Linked DNA regions of Triticum aestivum: region 1 is linked to region 2. A link is a contact called in public Hi-C data. All regions are on one chromosome and are shown on one strand. The core of a region is the stretch at or near the end of the contact, and the rest is flanking DNA. Distances in the headings are between cores, read along the strand shown. Region 1 has its middle 59 kb from the start of LOC123181844. Region 2 holds the start of LOC123181843 (cytochrome P450 94A2).

The links. A called contact is a pair of places that touch in the nucleus more often than the background predicts.
Region 1: a contact with region 2 is called in a Hi-C map of leaf, with 3 times the contacts expected there. The contact joins the enhancer-like site here to the promoter of LOC123181843 in region 2. A contact is called at or near these places in 3 of 5 Hi-C or Micro-C datasets (all in leaf).

Annotation. Positions count from the first base shown.
Region 1 is chr1D:331,955,425-331,959,095 of IWGSC CS RefSeq v2.1, reverse strand. It overlaps the pseudogene LOC123169504. Among protein-coding and RNA genes, the nearest start is that of LOC123181844, 59 kb to the left of the region's middle. Within about 2 kb of position 1,270, at least 1 of the 8 cell types and tissues checked has an H3K27ac peak or open chromatin away from gene starts, as enhancers often do. A contact at or near this core is called in leaf, where this site is marked.
Region 2 is chr1D:331,788,528-331,792,470 of IWGSC CS RefSeq v2.1, reverse strand. LOC123181843 (cytochrome P450 94A2) reads right to left here and starts at 1,836. Exons shown (of 1, transcript XM_044594240.1): 1 at 1-1,836. The coding sequence starts at 1,655.

The DNA of each region.
Region 1 (3,671 bases), core at 21-2,520, 170 kb before region 2:
GATGCGGACCGGGAGGGACCTCCGGACCGGCGCCGTGTGGTCCCTCTCGTCGTGGCGCGACGCTGACGACCCGTCCGCCGGCGACTTCCGCTACGAGATGGACGCGAGCGGCTCGCCGGAGCTGCACATCTGGAGGGAGGGGCGCAAGACGTACCGGACGGGGCCCTGGAACGGCGTGCGGTTCAGCGGCATACCGGAGATGACCACCTTCGAGGACATGTTCGAGTTCCGGTTCACCGACACCGCCGACGAGGTCTCCTACGGGTACCGCGACCGCGTCGGCTCGCCGCCGTCCCGCGTGGTCCTGAACGAGTCCGGCGTGATGCAGCGCATGGTCTGGGACCGCGCCACGGGCGCGTGGAACACCTTCTGGTCTGGGCCGAGGGACCAGTGCGACAGCTACGGCCTGTGCGGCGCGTTCGGCGTGTGCAACGTGGCGGACGCCATCGTGTGCGGCTGCGTCCACGGGTTCCGGCAGAGGTCGCCGGCGGAGTGGCGCATGCGGGACGCGTCCGGCGGGTGCGCCCGAAGAACGCCGTTACGGTGCGGCGGCGACGACAGCGACGGGTTCTACGCTGTGCGCGGCGTGAAACTGCCGGAGACGCACGGCAGCAGCGTGGACGCCGGCGCCTCGCTCGAGGAGTGCGGCCGGAGGTGCCTGTCCAACTGCAATTGCACGGCGTACGCCGCGTCGGACATCCGTGGAGGCGGGGCCGGCACCGGGTGCATACAGTGGTTCGGCGAGCTGATGGACACGCGGTTCGTCGACGGCGGGCAGGATCTCTTCGTCAGGCTGGCATTGTCTGACCTAGGTAAGTACATATGCAATTCTCTCTTCTTATTCAAATCAGCCAGTTGCATGTACGTATGAAACAAAAAAAATAACTGTTCGTGATCTTGCTAGATGAGGTGGCCGAGTGGAAGGCTGCCGGGCTGGGTGTAGGAGGTCTCCAACGATTCGTGAGAAGTTAGCCTAGGATTCTAGTTAAGTGTGGGTGTTGGTTTGTACCTGTGCTACACGTTTGTTCGCATTCGTGGCGCACGTCTTGTAAATATTTTTTCCCTTCTATAAAAATATGGTACGTCTTTGTCGTATTCTTGAAAAAAAAAACAAAAAAAAACCATGTTCCTTAGCTTGACTTCAACCACCCATGAGGCATAAATTAATTCATGTGGGAACCTCCCGGCTGAATTCAATCCATGCAGAGAATGATATTTCCAATCACTAGTACTCCGAAGGTGATCCAAATGATCTTATGTTAGTTTACATAGGGAGTAGGTAGCACCAAACTATAGTATTGTATGCAAGGACCTTGTCAAATCGCCTAGCAGGACAAACATGTCAAGCTCAAACATTTATGATCGATGCACCTTTGCTAACACACTCATTTGAGGAGTGCAATTTTCGTGCATTAACTCAGCTCGACACTGACATTCTTCAGAGACATCCAAGACCAAGAAGTTCGCGGTGGTCATCGCCGCGGTGACAACAGGGGTTGCATTGCTTGCGCTATCGATCGGCCTCCTGATCTGGAGAAGGATCCGGCGCGGCCAGGAAGGTCAGAGCCCGCTGTGTTTTCAGAGGATAATCTGAATCTGAAACTGCTACTTTGCTTGCTGTCCTATCCTATTGCTCATGTGCCTTGTCCGTTTTGCAGCCACCATGTTTGAAGACATCTTGAGAGGCGAATGCCCGACGTACCATCTCGAAGTCATTAGAGCCGCCACCGGTGGGTTCTGCCCCAAAAACGAGATCGGCCGTGGTGGCTTCGGCATCGTTTACAAGGTGATAGTTTACACATTGCAATACTACATAGAGTCCATGTAAATCAGGACTGAATTTTCCTATGGTCGTATAAACAACAGCTGGATAGTAGCAGTACTAGTGTTCCTCGTACCAATCATGACAGAAATTTCGTAATGATCAGTTAGTCAGGACCAAAATCTTACCAGTTGAATTTACCAGGGTGAAATGCCAGACGGTCAAGAAGTTGCGGTGAAGAAGCTGTCGGCGGAGAACAGGGTGCAAGGACTGAAAGAGTTCAAGAACGAGGTGGACCTGATCGCCAAGCTGCAACACCGCAACCTCGTACGCCTGCTCGGCTGCTGCATCCACTGCTCTGAGAGGATACTGGTCTACGAGTACATGAGCAATAAGAGCTTGGACACCTTCATTTTTGGTTAGTACATGTCACTCACCCTAACTGCGGCAAAACAGTTGTGACCATTTCTAAACTCAATTCTGTGGATTCGCCAACAGATCCAAGGAGGCGCACCAGCTTGAGTTGGAAGAAAAGGATGGACATCATCCTAGGCGTTGCTAGAGGGCTGCTCTACCTTCACCAGGACTCGAGGCACACGATGATCCACCGAGACCTCAAGGCGGCAAACGTTCTCCTTGACGGGGACATGGTGGCGAAGATATCCGATTTCGGAATCGCCAAGCTGTTCAGCAGCATCGGCGACAGTCAGCACTCGACCGTCACAGAAAGGATTGTTGGAACATAGTAAGGACTACAACTTTGCGTATAACACGGCAATGTTCAAGTAATGTAGTTTTTTTGTTTCTTTAAGAGTGTACCCTCGCCAAATTTTCTGATTGTTGTTTTTTCATACGGCGTGCTGGCAGTGGCTACATGTCACCGGAGTACGCCATGGACGGCTTGGTATCGTTCATGCAGGACGTTTACAGCCTTGGTGTGTTGTTATTGGAGATTGTCAGCGGCAGGAGGAACCAACGAAGTTTCAACCTCATAGCTCATGTAAGCAATCAATTACCTCTTGCATCCTAGTACAAAATAATCAAAATGAATTTTGTTGTGTAATTTTTTCAGTTTCACTAAAGCATATCAAGATGTGCCTTAATTATTGCACATTTAACTCATATGTCATTAATTTTATACGAGGATTCTTATGGTATTTTTTCCTTTGTATGTTTGATTGAATAATTTAGATGTGCAATAAGAAGGGCACATCTAGATGTGCCTTAAACAGACGGTATTTTTTTAAGTTCATTTCAATTCAAACTTTTGTGCCTACACAGCCCAAGTCCCAACCCCGTTTGTTTGAACCAAGAAACTCACCCTGATGGAACCACATTGAAATCCACGGCGACCTTGACAAACAAAATATGTTTTTTGCAGGCATGGAAGCTATTTGAAGAGAACAAGAGCCTCGAGCTCCTTGACCCAGCCGTGCGCGATGGCTGCTCACTGGTGGAGCTAGAGCAGGCCGTGACGTGCAGGTAGGGCTACTATGCGTTCAGGAGAGCCCAAGCCAACGACCGCAAATGGCTGTTGTAATCCCCATGCTGTCGCACCAGCAGGCACCGGGGCGGCCACTTCGGCCGGTGGTCTGCACGCCAGTGAGCACTCCGGTGGACCTTCTCGACGTGTTGGACGACACATCCGACAATGTTGAGCTGACCATCACGAACATTGAAGACAGGTAGCAAGGATGCATGGATGGAGGGACGGAGGGCAAGCTGGACCTGGAACCGAAGATTGAAGATGTTACTCATGACTAATTGATAGACATGTGTATACCTCTTACTAAACACACCTATGTAAATCATGGAGACTGGTAACATATTCAAGATCCCACAAAATTTTTAACTGAACTGCATTTGCATGTGCGCAGATGGTAGGCAATGATTTAATACATGATGGGTC
Region 2 (3,943 bases), core at 587-3,086:
GTGGCCAACGAAGACTTGTTAGCATCACTCATCCTGAGCTGCACTTGAAGCCCGCCTTTAATCTTCATCGTGCCGGTCATCTCGTACGCCGGCGGCGAGTCCATGCTGGCCGTCGGTGCCACCACGTTCAACCTGAACCTCCGAAGGACGGCTGACGCGACCGTCTTCATCTGCATGTAGGCCATCTCCTTCCCGAGGCACGCACGCGGCCCGGCGTGGAACACCGGATACCGCGCCGCGTCCACTGGCGCGAACTCGCCGCTGTCACCGAGCCAGCGCTCCGGCGCGAACTCCAGGAAGTTCTCGCCCCACAGCTTCTCCATCCGCCCCATCGCGTACGCCGAGTAGTTGGCGAACCAGCCGGCGCGCACCGCCGTGCCGTCCGGGAGGACGTCGTCCGCGACGGCTACCCGCCCGTTGAAGGGAACCGGCGGGTACAGGCGCATCGCCTCGGTGATCGCGGCGTGCAGGTAGTGCATGCCTTTCACGTTGCCGTCCGGCGACCGCGAAACCTCGTCGTGGACGCGCCGCTCGCACCGCGGGTTCGCGGCGAGGAGCCAGAAGAACCACGTCAGGGCCGAGGTCGTCGTGTCCTTGCCGGCGAGAACGAAGCTGACGACCACGTCCCGCAGGAATCGGCGTTTGGCCTCCGGCGTGGGGAACATGGCGGCGAGTTCACCGCCGCCGTCCTCCTCGTCCATGGCCGCCATGAACCGGGAGAGCAGGTCCGGATCGCCCTCATCGCGGCCGTTTCTCTGGCTCACCTCCTTGGCTTCGATGATGGACATGGCGTGGTCGTCTATGACGCTGACGGCTTCTCGGAGCCGGCGCGACTTGCCGATGTTGAGAAGCTTCGTGAGCTTCCGCACCGGTGTGGGCGCCGTCAACGTCCTCATGAAGGAGATCTCGACGGCCGTATCGAACGCCGCGAAGAGCGCCTGGTGCCGGGGGTCACCCCACTCGAGGAGCGTGGAGCTCTCGACGCCGAAGGCGACGTAGCAGATGTTGTCAAACGCGAACCGACGCAGCGCCTCCTGCAGGTCGACGGCCTCACCGGACCCCGCGGCGGCATCGAGGAGCGGCAGGAAGCGACGGCCGAGTTGTACGGCGAGGACGTCCTCGGTGAAACGCCGTAGCGAGCGGGAGGAGAAAGCGTACGACGCCAGCTTGCGCTGGAGGATCCAGAGGCGGCCGTCGGCGCCGAAGAGGCCGTCGCCGATGAGGTCGGACTGCGCGGCGCGGAATTGCGCGCCGCGGTTGTAGTTGGCGAAGCTGGCGCGCAGCAGGTGGTCGACGGCGGCCGGGTCGGCGGTGGTCACGGCGTGGCTGGCGCCCAGGGCCCCCCACGCCTCGATGGTGCTGGACGGCGACGCGCGCAGCATGTCGGCGTACCAGTCGAAGAACCTCCCGCGGTTGCGGATGAACTCCACGGTGTTGCCCAGGACGGGGTTCGGGTGAGGACAGTTGGCCGTTCTCGACGGAGAAGCTCGGCGGCGCTGGACATAAAGTACGACGGCGGCGAAGAGGAAGAGGAGCACGTACGCGAGATGCGAGATCTCCATGGTTGCTCCCTGCTCATGGAACTTGCGATCTGGGAATCCAGTCGCTACTTTTACTGCTACGCGCGCCAAGACCGTTGAACGTCCACGGTCCATCCCGTCGCTATTTTCCTCTTTTATGGTGCGACTGTTTTATTTTATTTTCTCGCCGCCCGGCAATGGAAAATGGACACACAACAACGTACACACCAATGGGTAAGATGGCGACGGATTGCGCGGCATTGCACAATACGCAATTAAATACCATGGTTAAGGTTAATTTCCAGTCGACATCAAACCTTGTCAGTAAGTTCAAAAAAAAAGTATGGCCGGTGACAATTCTCAACAAAAAAAAAACGCATGGCCTGTGACAAGGGATGCGCTGAAATATCTCGGGCGGTGCTTCGGAAATTCCTCCCTCATCAAAGATTTCATCGTGTGTGCGACGATGGGCTGCTGCTGGGATGGAGGCAAGTGGTGCTTCTAGAGTACGTTGTCTTGAGCTCCGGGGTGAAACCCCAGGTTTGGTCCTACTTGGTTATACCTTGCAACGGCGAAGATTTTGCGTTGTTACCATATTGATGGTATTGTTTCAAGTTTGCTTGGACATGAACTTGAGGGTGAAAACTCATGATCTGGCTTTTGAAGGTTGGATCTGACGATTGTGGCGCTTGTGTGTCGTTCTTTCTTTGAAGACGTTGCTTTTGAAGAATCTTTTCGTGATCGTTATGTTGTCAAGTGATAGTTGGTGTCCATGCTCGTTGTTGTATATCGTCTATCGGTGTTTGATCGCTTCAGGATTTTTTTTCTTGCTTCTCTGCCAAGGCATAGCTTCCGTCTTTTATAACTTTGCTTTTTTTGCTGATGTGAGTTTTATTTTTTTATATTGGCTATATGTATCTTAACTATTCAGAGGTCGAGCGTTTCTTCATTATGATTGTATGCTTCATTATGATTCAATAAAGTGCCCTTTATCCAAAAAAAGGGTAATCCTGCGAGTTTTTTCTCTTTCAAACGAACCCTTATGTCTAGCGTTCGATGGCCGGGGAGCTACCACCATCGAAGGAATCTTTTCTTTTTGAGAGAACCAACGAAGGAATCGTTCGCCAGGAGCAGCTCCCGGCGACCGTTTTCGCTCGTTCGCCAGCAGGCGAGCCCAGCGCGACCCCAGACCCAAAACGCCCAGTTAAAGTTATTTTTAAATTGCCATGTTATAACTTAAAAAAAAATTGAATGATCAAGATTTTCCTTTTGCCATGCTAAACTTAAAAACTGCCTCCTCTAGTATAGATAAAAAAATGACATCCTCGGGATGAAAATGCCATGAAAAATAGCACAAACTTATAAGTTGAGAAAATGTCATGCTTTGAAAAAAATGACGTGCTACTTTATAAAACTACCATCCTCCATATAATACTTTTTATCTAGATACGCCCCAAAAAATAAAACTGTCATGCCATTAAAAATTTTAAAAATGCCATCCTCTCAAACATTTTCTTTTCATCCTCTCAATAAATAAAATGCCATCCTATTATTGATAAAATCACATCCTATTGTAATAATAATGCCATGTGCTTAGTAATAAAAATGCCATGCCACTAAAAATAAAAATGTCATCTCTCAATATTAAAAAAAAATCCATCATATTGTTAAAGAAAATGCCATGCTCTTAGTAGTGAAACTGCCATGTCATTAAAAATAAAAAATGCCATCTCTCAATAACGAAAATGCCATCCTCTTTAAAAAAATGTCATGCTATTAGAAATAAAAGTGTCATGCGAGAAGAAAAAAATTCAAGATTTTCAGGATTGAATAATACATGTGGCATTTTAAACACAAAATATTCATAAAAGGCCCTCTTAGCCCAGTGGCGCAGGGCAGGTCGCGGGTTCGAGCACCTCGCTTCCTGAGTTTTTCAAAAAAAAAACAGGCGTTCGCCCGAAGCAGCTGGACAGCAAAGCACTCGAGCAATCATACGTGGCGTCGGCTCTACGCCGAGACTCGTGCAATGATAGGGAGAATGTTCATTGCGGTTAGCCCCTTGGCGAACGGTCACCAGAACATTTCCGTTTAAAAAAGATAAAATCTGGCAGAATTAGCTTTTGACGGTTTATTTTTAAAGAAGAAGCACCATGAGCACACAACACGGGGTCCAAGACCCGTTTGGTAGCGCTCGCTCGCTCGTTGTAGCGTTCGTTGCATTTTGCTCTATTTTTTCCTTCTTGTTTTTGTGTTATTCCTTTCGGTTTTTTGTTTCTTCACAAGCTTCTTCATTTATTTATTTTCTTATTTATGTCAACGGTTTTCTTCATTATATTCCTGGTTATTATTGGTTTTTCTTTTCCTTCTTTTTCCTTCATTTGCCTTTCGGTTTTCTTTTCTTTCTTTCTCCATTTTTATAGGTT